Regions from separate parts of the Mus musculus genome. Here region 1 is linked to region 2. A link is a contact called in public ChIA-PET data. All regions are on one chromosome and are shown on one strand. Each heading gives the region's core, a stretch centred on a gene start, on an enhancer-like site or on the middle of the called end of the contact. The rest is flanking DNA. Distances are from core to core; before and after follow the strand shown.

Region 1 (3,389 bases), core at 296-2,795, 250 kb before region 2:
TTTTTAAAACTCAAAACCTATGTATTTGTGTTGTGTTTTAAGTTGTTGGATCAGTGAACAGGTATATTTGAATTCATGAACTTGCAGAGGAGGTTGGAGGCAGCCTCCAGGTTATGGTCACACCGGGCCCTCTTTACGCTCTCCCTTGGGCCGTTTTCCTGGTTTTCATTTTTGTTTTATTGTTGTTTGAGATGAAACTTCAAGGTATTGCCCAAGCTAGTTCTGGGCTCCCTGAGCTCAGCCATCTCTCTGCCTGGGTCAGTCTCCTGAGTGCCTGGGACTGTCCCGGCTAGGGAGGAGTTCTTTAATCTCAGTGACAAGACGCTAAGTCCAGATGCTTTGGCTGGTAAGTGAGGAGGGATACCTTTGTTTTACCTGCCCAACAATATGGTTGTTTTCCCCCAGCCTTGAATGAAATTCTGTGTGGAGGTCGCCAAGAGATAGTCACTGATTACCAGTTTGTGTCTGTGGCTCTGCCCCTCACTTTCAGTCTGAAACCTGTCTAGGGCTCAGAGTGCCACTGGGTTGTGGAATGGCTGCTTAGCACACACAAGGGCTTGGGCTCTATCCCCAACACTCTGTCCTGAGGGAGGAAACCCAAGTCCTACAGTCTCCTTTTCTCCTCTTAGTAGACCTTTGCTTTTTAGGGAAACCAAGAATAGTACCAGAGATTTACAAAAGTAGGGGGATTTTATATTTTAGGTGCTTTGAAATACGTTTTCTACAAATGTCATTACTTAACATTTGGTAATGGGCTAGCTGTTGCTTGTCTTTCATGATGTATATATGTATCTGTGTCTGTCTGTCTGTCTCTCTTGTGTGTGCCTGTGTGTGCAACTTTTTGTAATCCTAGCAACTTTGAAGGCTGAGGCCTGTGGCTTGTGAGTTTAAGGTCAGTCTGGGTTACATAACACCGTGCCTCAAAAAAAAAAAAATACTATGGGATGTCAGACATGGCTCAGGTAAGATTGAGTACTGTTCTCGTAAGAGGACTTGAGTTGGGTTCACAGCGCCCACATAGAGTGTCTCACAATCAGCTGTGACTCCAGCTCCAGCACCCTCTTCTGTGGGCAAATGCATTCATACACACACACACATGCATGTACACGTTTAGTGTATATATAAGGTATGTATACATAATATGTACAAATATGTATCTGAAAGTATAGTAGAACATATACTTAACATAGGATAGGTTCGATCTTAGGGCTTCAGTATAGAGACAATATAAAAATATTTACCATTTGCAGGTAGACTGTTGGTGGTTAAAGGACATTTTTTGTTGCTGTTATTTCAAAATATCTTAATGTTCATTGAGATTACTTTCTATTTTCTACTTTTTATATGTCTTATTCAAAGGATGATGCTTAGGAGCCCTTTAGTCAACAACCTCACTTTGATATTGACAGTGAGCAATCCAGACCTGTGTGTGTGTGTGTGTGTGTGTGTGTGTGTGTTTGTGTTACCAGTTCTCTGCTCCTCTCTGGTCTCTTACCATCTTGGGACCGTGGTTAGGTTGATCCTGCACTTTGTTCTGCTAAGTGATTTCCGTTCTGCTGTGAAGAGATGCCTTTGCCCACACAGTTGCTGTGGGGGTTCTCACGGGTTTTCTGTCAACCCACCCCAAGTTATTTATATCACTTGAGCTTTGAAATCTGGTAGTTGCGTCTGTAAACTACTTAAAACAAAACTCACCCAGGGTTTCCCAGAAGAGGCTCTGGATTAGAGACACCAGTGTGAGAAGAACATAGGTTCTGGTGTGGCCCCTGGCTTCACTTCTACCCTCTGAGTTTTATCATCTATCTCTCTGCCACCTTAGCTTTATCTGGTCTCATCTTAAAAATCAGTCCAGATGAAGTCAAACTGGTTCTTCATGGTTCAGACAGTATGTCCCAATGGTTAAGGGAGGGAGGGCGGTTCTGTTAAGCTACATTTATCAGAGCAAATTCAATTTTACATTCCTGAGTGATTGTTGCTGGTTTGCCTGTTTGTTCAGAAATGTCCAAAATATGCATGAAAACTAAACGGAAACAAGGTCATTCAAGCATCTCAAGAGTACCATTCAAGTATCAAGGCCACCATCAGGACCACCTTACTACTTACTGATGCTCAGGCCCTCTCTCAGGAGTAAGGCCAACATCAGGACCATCTTACAGGTTACTGATGCTCATGCGCTCTCCCTACATGACCCCTGTACAGAGGGGTCCTTACAGCTCACTGGTAGGGCATTTCCCGACATAAGCAAAGCCAGCCCTAGTTTCCATCCCCAGCACCAGAAAAATAATTTACAAAAAGGCAAGAGGAAGGGAAGGAAGCAAAAGAGCAATGAATTCTATTTGAAGGACACATAGAAGAGAGAGTAGTGAACTCTGCCTAGGTCAATACAGACGAGTGAACAGGCAAATCTGCCTTAGAAGAATATTGACTTCTTCTGAGAGCTGCAGAAGACTTTACCAGGTAAGGTATCAGGCCTCTGGCACTCACCACTTGTGCAATTATTGAAGTCTATGCTTATCTAGCTTCACCACTGTGCTGTTCTTGGTGAGATAGATAGATAGATAGATAGATAGATAGATAGATAGATAGATAGATAGATAGATAGATAGATAAAGATATAGTTTAGGGAAGCTTAATGAAGCACATAACTATGTTTATATTAATCGTGACTGTTTTGTATTGTGAATATCAGAAAGAAATGGGCAAGTTACTGCATGTAGACAGATCAGCACAGCAAGAACATGGAATTGGAAGGTTTAGTGGATTTTCAGGGAAGACAGTTCATTCCTGGTGTTTGAGGTCACTGCAGAGAGTGCTAGGAATAGCACAGTGCTCTAGAATTGTGGTCTAGAGTTGGTGTAGAAAGCCTTAGAGGCTCTGCTGCAACTTAAAACAGCGAAGATCAATCTGTATTTTAGAGGGATGTATGGTACCAGCGTCAGCAGACTGCAAAAAGGGAATTTGGAGGTTCCCATTAGCTATTCTGTGAGTGGAAAGAGGAAGGCCAGTTACTAAAGAGAAAACTCAGTCTTGTTATTAAGATTAAGAGAATGGAAAGAGTTTAAAGTCACTAGGTTTCTACTGTGGGCTTGAACATTGTACAAGAAGCCAAAATAGGAGAAATAAGAAGGGAATCAGGTTGTGGGAAGGAGGGGTTATTGAAACAATTCCGAGTATTCTGAGTTTGAGGAGCCTGTCTTTCCCAGGGAGAGCCATTGTGTTAGCTGTAAAATCAAGCCCAGGAAAGAATCTGGGGTCAGAAAAAGAGTTTGAGGTGAGATCCTCATTTGATCAGCTAAGAGACAGAGAGATGATGATATATCAGAGAAGAGAAACAAGGATGGAAATTGAGGTTCTGTAGTGGTTTGGATGAGAATTGTTCCCTCAGGCTT
Region 2 (3,294 bases), core at 656-3,155:
GAAGCAGGAGCTGATGCAGAGGACATGGAGGGATGTTTCTTACTGGCTTGCTTACCTTGGCTTGCTCAGCTTGCTTTCTTATAGAACCCAAGACTACCAGCCCAGGGTTGGCACCACCCACAATGGGCCCTCCCCACTTGATTACTAATTGAGAAAATACCTTACATCTGGATCTCATGGAAGCATTTCCTTCAGGGAGGCTCCTTTCTCTGTGATAACTCCAGCTTGTGTCAAAGTCAGCCAGTATACCAGGAGACTATGGTGTCTCTAAAGAAGGCCAGAGAAGGTGGTAAGGTCTTTCTGCTGAGAGGTACTTGAGCCATCAGTTACTCTGATCTGTCTGTGATGAGCAGTTTACATCGTTGCAAAAGCAACTAGTTCAACGTGGAGGTTTATGTTACAAAACTAATGCTGTTAGGAATGTGAACAAGGATTTAGAGGCTCCTCCTGGCCAAGCCTCAGCCCCAGATAGCAACATACAATAGGTTCCTTGGACTCCACACATAATCAGGATCTTTCTTAGGCTAAGGTCTATACAGGAGATGTTCCTGGCTAACAGCATCTTGAACTGCAAGGCCACTCTATGCCAAGTGACATGCCTTTGGAGACAGAACTTGGTAGACTGTCATCTGTGGCTAGGCACCACGGGCCTTGGTGAACTTTCTTGACAGTTCTTCCATGACTGCCTCATTTGGTAAAGTGACAGTGATGGGGCTAGTTCCTAACACTGACCTGAAAGATATGTACGTGTGTGAATATATATATTCTACATGTACATATTATATATACAATGCATTCATGTTGAAAAGACTGGGCACAAAAAAAAAAAGAAAAGACTGGGCACACTAAGTCCCCAACATACTGCATCAGTGTCACAAATAGATTATCCCTACGCTCATCTCCCTGCGTATTGGGCTACACATACTTCTGGGAACAGTAGAACCTGGAGCTTCTGGGCTGCTTGAATTTACTTCAGGCAAGAGACTGTGTTCCTGCCTCAGAACAGCCTCCATATGAAAATATTACCCTACCATCATTTCTCAGCATGTAAATATCCAATTAATGCCATTTTGCAGTGTGCTGTGTTAAAACCAAATCCATTTCAGCATGCGCAGCTGTTAATCTTTAGCAAAGAGCAAAAGTAAAGGTTCAGCAAATAATTGCTTTAAGATAAACCGTGTGGTTTATCATTGGTAAATGTTGGATTCACACATGTGTTTTATATACCTGTATACCTGGAGGTCACAGAAGAAGTTTTGGGGTGAAAACATTTAAGAAACTCTGCTTCGGAACACGGTGGGAACCTTGACTTTGGGCAGCACTTGAGGTATATGGAGTCTGGAGCAGGCAGGAGTTGAAAGGGATTGCTGTGGGCACAGACATAGATAGCCTGGTATCTTGGACACCTGAGCTATCTGGGTCACAAAAGCTAGCAAAGCCAATTTGAGTAACTCCTGTAGTGAAGTATCTGCACTGGGTGAGCTGACTTGCTTAGGAGCCTGCACTGAGCTAGGAGAATTCATTATACAGTGGGAAAGTAAAATGCCCTCCTTGCCAGGGAACTACTTGCTCCAAGTACAAGTGCCAAGCACATTTGGATTCTGCAACCCAAAACACTTTGACAAATCTTAAATAGCATTTGGTAGTCAGGAGAGAGGTGGCCATGTTTTCACTTTTTACTGACTTTAAAAAGCTTTCTAAGACCTCTGGCATGTCTAAATAGTCTCCTGACATTGCTCCCAAGGGCTTCCAAATTGGCAATTAAGTTAACTATCTGCAAACCTGGCAGTCATGTAGCTGATTTTTTTGTTTTGGTTTGGGTTTTTTTGAGACAGGCTTATCTGAAACTCACTATGTATTCCAGGCTGGCCTAAAACTCATAAACTTCCTCAAAAGAAAATGTATGTTATAGTTACCATCATGTTTATTTAAACATTTCTCACTCTATATGTCCCCTCTTCCAAGCTAAAAAGGAAAACTTCTTGTTTTATCTTTCTTAGTATTTAACAGGGGGAAGCAAATCCACACAGAGAGAAATATCATGACTATGTATCCCTGAAGCCTATGATTTTGTTTTCTCCAACAGGGTAAATTTTCACCACTGTCTCACAAACAGTGAACACTACACACTCTCTCCTGTCCTTACTGGAGGGGCTGCTCAGTGAGGACGTGCACCCCACTCACAGATGAAGGGACAAAGAGCTCATCTGAGGCCATATAAGCCTGGAGGATCCCAGGGAATTGTGTAAACCCCAAGAGGATGGTGGCTGCCCCTCGATGTTAAAACCCCACTTGTTAGACACGCTTCCGCGTTTTTCTGATGTGTTAGGTATGGTCAGGTCAGATCGTAAACCTTCAGTCCTTGCGGGCTTTAAAGTGCTTTTGACCCAACTTACAGGAGAATAAAACAAAACGCTGAGCTAAAAATAATCATGCAAACAGTGCTCTAGAGATTTAAAGAAGAAGTAGTTTCACTTCCTTTTGTTCCTGCCTCTGCCAACTGAAGTCTGCAGCTATGAACTCTACAGGAGACAAGTCAGTCCCCATTGCACAGGATATGTGGATTGATGCTGTGATAGCCAGGGTCTACATGTTTTTACTGCAAAGGTTTAAAAAAAAAGGATTAGGGGATGCCTAGAAACCTGTAGACACTCCACGAATGAGGGAAATTCCATATATTCCTTAATGTTTACAAGAAAGAGATAAAGCTAGGCGTGCTAGTGCAAGCCTGCAGATTATTTTCAGCATCACTTACCTATGTAGGTATTTGGTTCTATCATTTAAAATACTAGGAAAGATACAAATATTAATTCCAACTTTGGGAGAGGCTGAGGCAGGAGGATTGTGAGTTTGGGGCCATATATTGTGAATTCTTATTTTAAAATAAAACAAGAACAATAACAAATGAACAAAACCCAAGACCAACCCAATAAAAACTTCAGCCTAAATTAAAGATGAACTAAACATGACCACGAGGAGTGACTGGAATACACACCTTGGTGTTTGCCCTGAGAGCAGTCTCCAGGAAGCTCTGAAGAGGGTGTAACTTGTAACCATGGAGAACATTCCCCACGTAGACAGAAACCACCACCAGTAGAGCGTTATAGTGAAGTACAAAGGGTCAACCCACATCTGCAGCAAGGCCACCAGTTATCAGAGAAATAAACACAGTCTCCTTCAGTGATGGGGACCTCGAATGGCGCCCCAGTTTGCTGTATGATGCTGAACTAGATAAACTTCAGTCCTGGGACCTCCATCACTCACTAAATGCTTCACACACACTCTTTCTGGTGG

What was found. ChIA-PET counts read pairs in DNA pulled down with a chosen protein or histone mark.
Region 1: an RNA polymerase II ChIA-PET map of memory CD8 T cells shows a contact between it and region 2, with 15 read pairs. The contact joins two enhancer-like sites. A contact is called at or near these places in 1 of 484 Hi-C or Micro-C datasets (nephron progenitors), 2 of 115 datasets of contacts at active chromatin or transcription factors (bone marrow-derived macrophages and memory CD8 T cells) and 1 of 9 other capture datasets (embryonic stem cells).

Annotation. Positions count from the first base shown.
Region 1 is chr3:84,064,232-84,067,620 of GRCm38.p6, reverse strand. No RefSeq gene overlaps it. Among named protein-coding and RNA genes, the nearest start is that of Gm30458, 4.3 kb to the right of the region's middle. Within about 2 kb of position 1,545, at least 34 of the 459 cell types and tissues checked have an H3K27ac peak or open chromatin away from gene starts, as enhancers often do. A contact at or near this core is called in memory CD8 T cells, where this site is marked.
Region 2 is chr3:83,811,327-83,814,620 of GRCm38.p6, reverse strand. It overlaps the pseudogene Gm7115. Among named protein-coding and RNA genes, the nearest start is that of Tlr2, 29 kb to the left of the region's middle. Within about 2 kb of position 1,905, at least 59 of the 459 cell types and tissues checked have an H3K27ac peak or open chromatin away from gene starts, as enhancers often do. A contact at or near this core is called in memory CD8 T cells, where this site is marked.